Regions from separate parts of the Gadus morhua genome. Here region 1 is linked to region 2. The links are chromatin contacts, called in public Hi-C maps. All regions are on one chromosome and are shown on one strand. Each heading gives the region's core, a stretch centred on a gene start, on an enhancer-like site or on the middle of the called end of the contact. The rest is flanking DNA. Distances are from core to core; before and after follow the strand shown. Region 1 holds the start of slc66a2 (solute carrier family 66 member 2). Region 2 holds the start of ctdp1 (CTD (carboxy-terminal domain, RNA polymerase II, polypeptide A) phosphatase, subunit 1).

Region 1 (4,174 bases), core at 180-2,679, 130 kb after region 2:
TTCACTGGGTCGTTATCCATCTGTCCTAAAGCGGATGTTAATGTTTGAACCATGCACACTGTTTAAACGTGGAGGTACCTGTCATTAACATTCCCTGTTCTTCCAGTTTGTCTTCTACCCCACATTGTCTTGAACCATTGTACAGTCACACTTATAGAATTTGGGTTGGGTCTGGTGAATAGGTTTACTACTCTATTCACTTTGCTTAAGGAGATTATGCCATATGTCCCATTTGTTGGTAAAGCCAATGGCCCTAGCACAATAGGGCATCTTTTGGGTTCCAAAAAGTAAAGCATTAAAAGGTGTATGATTTACTGGACAGCCCCAGTTACAGGAATCTAGTTTATAGAGTTAGGGTTAGTCTTATAGTATGGCCAGTGACTACTGAAAATTAGATTAGCTCAAGCATTCAAATTTAGCAGGCCATATCATATAATGTCAATACATGCTTTTCCTGATATGTATTTGTACGAGACAGTTGTCTGAAGTTTCTGTCTTAGTTTTGCTTACCTGAATAGTATGCGCAGAATATTTGCCACAAGAAGGACAAGACACACATACGTGGAGAAGCCCTCAGCATTTTGCGTCCGCAGTATGTCTCTGTACTGAGGGATGTAAGGGACCACCCCGCCGAAGATCATCGCACCGGCAGCGATCCATAGCACAAGTTGGTTAAAGACCTGCAGAAGCTGCTCAAACACTTCATCTTCCATAGTTCAGTAGGCATCAAGTTGTGAGCAGGTTGTGTCCACACCGATGCGCAGAGAACCAAAGTTGCCAAGACTTTGGTCAGTGCAGTAGACCACTGGTTCCTGCAGGAGTTTGCTCTTCACTTGCTGTGTTTTTTTTCTATCTAAATGAATGCCCTCAATTTACAATGGCGGCCAAAGTGAGGAATAGTACTGTCACGGAATGAGGCTGACATATATCTACTAAAAGAATTGTCTGGAAGCATCAAAGACACATTCATTAAAGTGTAAGCTCTTCCCTCAAGCTGAATGCCACGCCATCACGAGTCAGGAGGAGCCCTTGTGAATCGGAAATGACGACCCGGGCCAGCCCCACAACAGATGACAACAAAAACCTAAGGGGTGACTAGAGGAATGCATTCACAACGTGTATCCTGTCTGCAGCAATATTTGGAAATTGTTGCAGGCACAATTAAAAGCGTCCGGATTTCTGATATAACTGTTCCGATTAAGCTAACCAGTCCGATTGTATGTTAGAAACAAAATACATTCACCCCCCTAATATATCTAAGACCATTCAAATGGAACGGCAAAATTTCACATAGCATGTTGTGGATATAAGGGCATAATTGGGACATTAGTAACTCTGCTTTCAGAGGAAATTGGTAAATAGGGAAACAACAATCCAAACCGAACACAGGAGTGCTGCTTCTTTCCGGGCACGTGACACAGGCCACTCCCCCTGACGTAAACATGTGACGGAAGCCGCGGGGTCCTAAAGGCAAACATGTATCAGCGATAGCTGCCTTTACCAACAGTGTTGCCAGATTGGGCAAGATTTCCCGCCCAATCTGGCAACACTGGTTACTAATATGGTTTTGCGTTTAAGAGAAATACCCGTGTATGAAGAACAGAATGCAGATTGTTGTTGCTATATGATGTAGCAGACTAAGTATTGTTTTCGAGAAAAAAAAAAAAAACCTACAAGGGTTGACTATGGTACAACAAAATCTTGTTTTATTTTCAAAGGTTGCATAACCACACCACATTACTGCGACTCCGGTTTAACTGTAAAGTAGGATTATAATCCATTATGTAAAGGGGAATGATGTAGACCTAACCCTAATAACCCTTATATGCTCTGTAAGGTGACCTTGGGTGTCTTGAAAGGCGCCTCTAAATTAAATGTATTATTATTTATTATTAAGGTAGCAATTTCAGTAGCAAATCCACAATGGGTTAACCGCAGTGGGCAGGCTTTGTCCCAGACTGTAAACTTATCGGGGAGGTTACGCCTCAAGGAACCAACTCTTTGTAGGTTTTGTAGGGCATAATGTCCCTTCAATTTTAAAGAGCTAGATTATCTTCAATCGACGTCTGGGGGGAAGGATTAAGTTTTGCGGTTGAGTCTGTTCCACCCGTCCCACCGTGGACATTTTGGTGGCTTTGCCCCTTTGCTCGTATGCGACTACCAGAAAACTTTGCAACATTCCCAGTGCTAATAGACCCCATGATCAACGATGTCAACAATGTCTAACACAGAACCCGAGACACTCAGGGATATGACCGAAACTGTAAGTCTGTTTTCATGCACACTGCATAGCCTGAGTACAATAACCAAATGTCTAACACAGAACAAGAGACACTAAGGGATATGACCGAAACTGTAAGTTTGTTTGCATGCACACTGCATAGCCTGAGTACAATAACCAATTATGTGTCCCATTTGTTGTTGGGTTTTTCGTTTTGCCAGATGGAGCAAACTATGGACCGTCTGCAGGGGAAATTCCAAGCAATCTCTGAACAACTCGAATCCAAACATATCCTTTTGAAAAGCAGTCCATTATAGATGCCGGCTTGTGTAACTGTCATGGTGTGCTCGAGATGTAATGCGATATTCATAACCCCATGATTTTTCATATGCTAGGGACATATTGTTATCGTTACCCCTTCAAATGATAGCAGATCATTTAAAGGGGTAATTCAACCATGAATTATTATAACATATATAATAATAAAAAAAGGTAATATATATATTTTATAACATTTCGATTTGCTGGGCTCTTTAAACCTCAAATAAAACCTTCTTGGCCTGATAAAGGGCAGATTTCACTGCCCCCTGTAGAGCATATACCAGGGAAACCATTCCCTCTTCCAAAACAATAGTTTTAGAACACTAATGGTGTTCCACTGATAACGGCTGCGCCCAATTGTTAAAGATTCAAGGGTTGCCTTTATCAAATGCAAAGTAAAACCCAGGGAGGTTCTGAGCAATGACATTCCTAATTGAAGTCATGAGTCGACGTTGTAAAGCAAAAGTACACTACTATACAACAATTCTCACTGTTTAGGCAGCAAACACATTTTCCTGAACTGGGGCACTAGACCAGATGGGCACGCGTATCCACGGGCTGGAGAGGAACGTGACGGACCTCATGACGCAGGCAGGAACGGACGAGCAGCCGGGCCCAAAGTGACCCGACGGAGGGCCAAGGGGGAAAATGGTCCACACTCACTTCATCTGGCATTGAGGAGGCCTCCATGGACACAGGGATAGGTGTGTCCATGACGGGAGGACCGAGTGTGGTCTAATGAGATGGACGAACGGTGGAACCGCAGGTAACGGCGTCGGCGAGGATTATTGCCGAAAGCGATGAGCCGATTTCTTTAGATGTGTTAAAGAAAATATCCACATACTAAAGTTTAAAGAATAGACTTTATATCATTTTTTATTTCAACTTTACTTTTTCACCATGTCTTCATTTCTGAGGATGCAAAATACATTCTCCTTCAAATAAATACCGGTGATCATTAAAACTGTGTCATTTTTTTAGAGTTAAAACATAGTTTATCATAATGTTGCTTTTGTTTCATGTCATACATTACAGCCTGCAGTGTGCTAGCACAGCGGCTAACACACAACTGGTTAGCGTGTGTTGTCACATGCTCAAAATCAAATCTAAACACATTCCTCCTATAGCCTATTGTTGTCCAGTGTTTACATCATGTTTTTCTTTATTCTGTAATCTACCAAATATAACCTATATCATATTATAGAAATCTTTATTTGACATTGGATAAAAGATCTGAATGCCATTTCACACTCTTTAAAGGTCCCATGACATGCCACCTGTTGTGTTGTGGTTAGCCGCTACAAGCAGTTTTGGAAATCTGCCCCTTATGACATGACAGGTGGGCGTGTGCAACGAGATGTGTGACGGATAGATGAGCAACGTTTGCGACAGTCCACTGGGTAAGCAGGTAGACTGATCTATCCAGCACACATCTAGGTGGACAAGTCCACCTGTGATGTCATAAGGGCCAGATAACGGCTTGCTAATCACACCACATCTGGTGGCATGTCATGGGACCTTTAACAATATGCGATAGGAGGTTTCCAGTGTCTGCACCAGTGATACTGCATCAGTCCTCAAATAGAGAACAAGAAATGTCCCATACATAAATAGCTGCTGCACCATTAATAA
Region 2 (4,664 bases), core at 167-2,666:
GCCCGCTGATAGGAGGACAGAGAGAGTCCACACAAGAGGAAAAGGTGGAGAGAAGGTAGCGCCTTGCAATCCGGAGGCATGGGTGAGAAGGAATCACGTACACGCAACACTTCACTGTCAGCTATAGTATTTAACAGCAACTTCTAAACAACGTGCTATTCTGTTTGTTTGTTATATTGCTACAAACTAGTCTGAAAACCTTTAAGTTTGAAAAAAACAGGACACTCTTGTTCATAGAAGTGCGATAGCTTCCACACGGGTGGGGGGTATGACTACTATACAATTATACTTTGATTGATTAGCGATATGTCTCTACTCCTGGGATGCGTTATCTGTGATGGATCAGCAAAATATATTTAACAACTCTAGGAGAAATATTAATAACGAAAATGAAAGAATGAGAATGTGTTCCATTGTTAAGTGATAGAAATCATTGATCTTGGTAAGATGGTTATATAAAGAAAACACTACCATATAGATACAATTTGAATATAGATTATAAATATATAATGTGCAGGTGTGCAAGTGGCAACATGATTAATCAGTTAAAATCTCACTAAACCCAACACAGACAACATGCATCCTTTGCTGCACCGCAGTGAACTGTGCTTCAATGGTAATAAAACAAGGGCCTGCAACAGTTTATTGCTAACTATTACTATGTATCTATGTTTACATGTGTGCTGTTTATAAAACGTTGTTTTGTGTTTCCTCATGTTCGTGCTATTGAATATATGTAAACAATAAATTGTTGGATTAACCCATTTTACTTTCAGGAATATAAGCATAATTTGGTTGAACATAACATAGGTTTCTCAAGGTTTTCTCATCCACAAGGCAGGCTATTTTGGCAACTGCGCATTAGACCCAGTGTTATGGTTGTGTATGTTCATGTGGCAACATGGAAACAAAGAAAAAATAAAAGACACCCATGAGATCATAAAAGCATGTCTCATTTTATGTTACATCATCTTACATCAGAAAGTCTGCAATGGGTCCCATAGCACTTCTGTGTTCTTTATATTTTATGGAACATTTTAGATCAATTAGGATTAATATTTTTTTATAAATAATTCAGACAATCATTATTCTATGTTTCAATATTGAACAAAATTAAAACTACACCAATGACGATATATAATGTAAATAAACTAAGTGGTGCTTAAACAAATTGGTTAGATATGGCAACCTAGAGTTACTGAATGTTTTTACTTGTCTTTAGAATTTACATAATAATAACATAGTACTATTCCTTTTTGTTTATATCTTTTTTTCCCCGTGCGCTAACGCAACACGAGGAACCAAACACCTCAGCCCTCCTCACCGGACTACCGGATGCTGTCAGTGTTGCCAGATTGGGACTGAGTTCCCAATCTGGCAAAACTGGCTCAAGCGCGTTACAGCCAGTGTTGTCATATTGGTCGGGAACTCTGACCCAATCTGGCAACACTGGATGCTGTATGATCCTGTAGCTGCAGCCTTCCTGTTTACGGGCGGGAAGAGCGAACAGAGCGACCGACACAACGCTAGTGTTTTGTATATCAGCTTATTATTGGCTACGCGTCCGTGAATGTTAATCGGAAAACCCTCTACTTGCACTTATATGACAGGCGAAGCTGTGCGAAAATCAAATGGTATTTTACCTGCACCATTACTACTACACGTTGACGGGATTTTAAGAGTGCCAAACAGATGGAGGACCCCGCGGATTCTGGCGGCGGCTCCGCGGCAGAGGGCCCCGTGGTGCAGGTGGCAGACATCCGCTGGCCCATCGGAGCTCTGCCTCTGCGTCTGCTAGAGTGGAAAGTCAAACCCGGGTCTCTCGTCAACGTGGACTCGGTGCTGGCCTTATGTGCTCCGATCTCCTCGGCGGTAGAGAGCGGTCTGAAGCCCCAGAAACATGTCAACAGGCTCCCGGAGAAGAAGGTGAAGTCGGACCGCGCCGGAGTGATCAGGGAGCTTTGCTGTCAGCTCGGGCAGGTCATACCCCCTGGGTGAGTTCAACCTAGGCTGTCTAGCCTCTCGTCATCCCTCTCCTCTCGCCCTGTATGGACTCACACAACCCTTAAACTTAAAGTTGTTTCCTACAACCAATGAATAACATGCGTTAGCTTGTAGGCTAGCAGCTAGTCCGCTAGCCAGAAGGGTAGATCTGATCAGCGTCGGGATGGGGGCAAACAACACACCGGCGGGCCCACAACTTTTTCGTAGTTTATTTGGCGGTTTATAAAAACGTTATTTGCTATAGACAGACTGTTATATATACTGTTACGATTTGCTATAATGAGTACTAGTTGACTGTCTAAAGTGAAGGCAGTACGAGTCACTCACCAGGCAGGTAGACCGTCCCGCGTCGTAACGCTACCCGGTGTTACTGCTCCCCCGTCGTCAAAAATACACTTTCAGTCAATAATGCTTCCAGAGAATAAAAAACATTAGGTTTGAAAATGCATTATTAAGATTATGACGTCTGGCGGTTGTTTTCTCATCTATCTTCACTATAAGAACAACACAGGCTATCAAGGCTAACATGCGTAACGCTGACAGGCCATAGTGCACAGAGGGAGTTTGTTTACTCCCTAACTGTGGTACTAAACTATAGTACCACATTGTAACCAGCTGGGTTTACTAGAGCAAAACTACTATTTCATAAAAAATCCGGGTCATTGGTTTTCTCATTTCCTATTGCCCACATTAGGGGGTGTGTTCGAGCTGCTCTTTATAGACGCAGAAAACACCTGCTGCTCAGAAACAGGAACAGCATAGTTGTAAATGTCCAGAGAAATAAAACAGTTCAGTTAACTTATATTGGCATTCGTCAATTTGTTAAATTCCTTTTTTGTTTTGTTTGTTTCTGATCTAAGTCTACTGGCATGTTTTTTTTACTTGTTACAATATTTATTCAGTTTTTGCTCTGTCTTCTGTATGCCACATTTCAGACACGTAAGTCAAACTGACCTGATGCAGTGCCTGTGTACTCACTTGTATTTTCAATAACAGGGGTATCATCGTCCGAATTGAAGAATGCAGCCATCCTATAGTGATGAAAGGACTTTGTGCTGAATGTGGACAGGATTTGACACAGTAAGGAAACCTCAAATTACTCTTTCAGGGTGTGCTGCAATTTTCCACACACTTCGTCAATCTCTAGAGCAAAGTGTACAAATCTAATCAATGAATGTATTGCATTGTATCCAAAACCTTCACTTTGATAAACCATTAAACTCAAGGGCTTTAACTTACCTGTCTAAATCAATTACATCATAAGAAGATGCATCCATTTTACATTTTGAACAAAATCGATGCGATGCGTTTCATAGTGTGGAATAAAGCTGCGTTCATGTATATCATGACATCTGGCATTTCATATCATTCGCTAGTATTTAGTGACTTTAACATGCATGCCATCATTCCCCATATGCCTATTGAGTGGAGAGAACCACACCCCATGTGGATTAAAGATGTTTTTATAATCCCGATCAGTCAACGATGTCTGAATCTTCATTTATAAATAAATGGCATATATGAGATGATAATTTTAAGAGAAAGGGTAACCTTATCTCGAGTTTCATTTCATTGTTAATATGTTGAAAACACTGTCCCTGGTCTAATAGGGCTTGGAAATATGGAAACTAAGATGTGGTGCCATCATGACACAAATGGGAACCTTTGCAGAATCCTCTTATACAAGTCAATGCCTATGAATTAAAGATATGATTCTGAATGGGGTTAAAACCTTGAATCATGTGGGCATTTAAAGTTAACCAGACTAATACTGCTTACAATTTAAATATAGTGTTGTGAGCATATGTTCTTTGCATCATAATTCATTTAGAAGAGGTCTATTATCTTGTCATTAGTCTAAACTATTTTCTTTACTATTATACAATTCTACTTAGAGAAAATAACCAATCATTTACAGAAGAGCCCTACATTTACAGTTAAATCTTAATTTGTGCGTACATATATATCAGTAAAACCAGCAGGTGGCACCAGAGATTGTGCTTCTGAGTAGAACCTCTTACCATTTCCTTCATTGACAAACGGTCATTTGGAAAATAATTTGACAAGGCAGGCTGCTTGTATATGAAGAGATAAAACCTCTCTCTCTGGTGCATTTGTATGGCCATGGGCCAGCTGTTGTTTACAACAGTCTGTTGGACAACTGCACAAGCAGAGGTGTACGAATCCACTGCTGTGGATTATTGACCAGAAGTCCCATTACCATAGTGACTGATGCCAGTTAGTAACAGAATCAACACACTTCTGTTTAGAGCGCACATGATTGGATAACATTGGAATTGACAAAAGCATAAAGTCCAAATCTATTTTCAGTGTCAATAGATTTATTTAGATATATGTATACCCCTGTATTAGATATAAATATAAATATATTATTCTTGACCATCACAGATGCTAGATGCATCTAAAGATCATTTAACTGATAGGATTGCTTCACACTCAATTTCTTTCCTTACGATGCTATCCTCTTCTCAGGCTCCAGGGCACTAATGGGAATCTGCAAGTGCCCTTCTCCACGGCAACGGTCTCCATGGTGCACAGCGTGCCTGAGTTGATGGTCAGCTCAGAGGTAAGCCACGTCTCCGAAGAGAACATTGTTGTCACATGACACTTGTGAAGTCTGTAATGCAATCTAATTGCTC

What was found. A called contact is a pair of places that touch in the nucleus more often than the background predicts.
Region 1: a Hi-C map of gill shows a contact between it and region 2, with 6 times the contacts expected there. The contact joins the promoter of slc66a2 here to the promoter of ctdp1 in region 2. A contact is called at or near these places in 5 of 6 Hi-C or Micro-C datasets (blood, gill, heart and 1 more).

The regions. Positions count from the first base shown.
Region 1 is chr22:20,638,433-20,642,606 of gadMor3.0, forward strand. It overlaps slc66a2 (solute carrier family 66 member 2), which reads right to left and starts at 1,430. Exons shown (of 5, transcript XM_030346994.1): 1 at 511-1,430. The coding sequence starts at 713.
Region 2 is chr22:20,508,529-20,513,192 of gadMor3.0, forward strand. It overlaps ctdp1 (CTD (carboxy-terminal domain, RNA polymerase II, polypeptide A) phosphatase, subunit 1), which reads left to right and starts at 1,417. Exons shown (of 12, transcript XM_030347651.1): 1 at 1,417-1,994; 2 at 3,001-3,084; 3 at 4,498-4,591. The coding sequence starts at 1,693.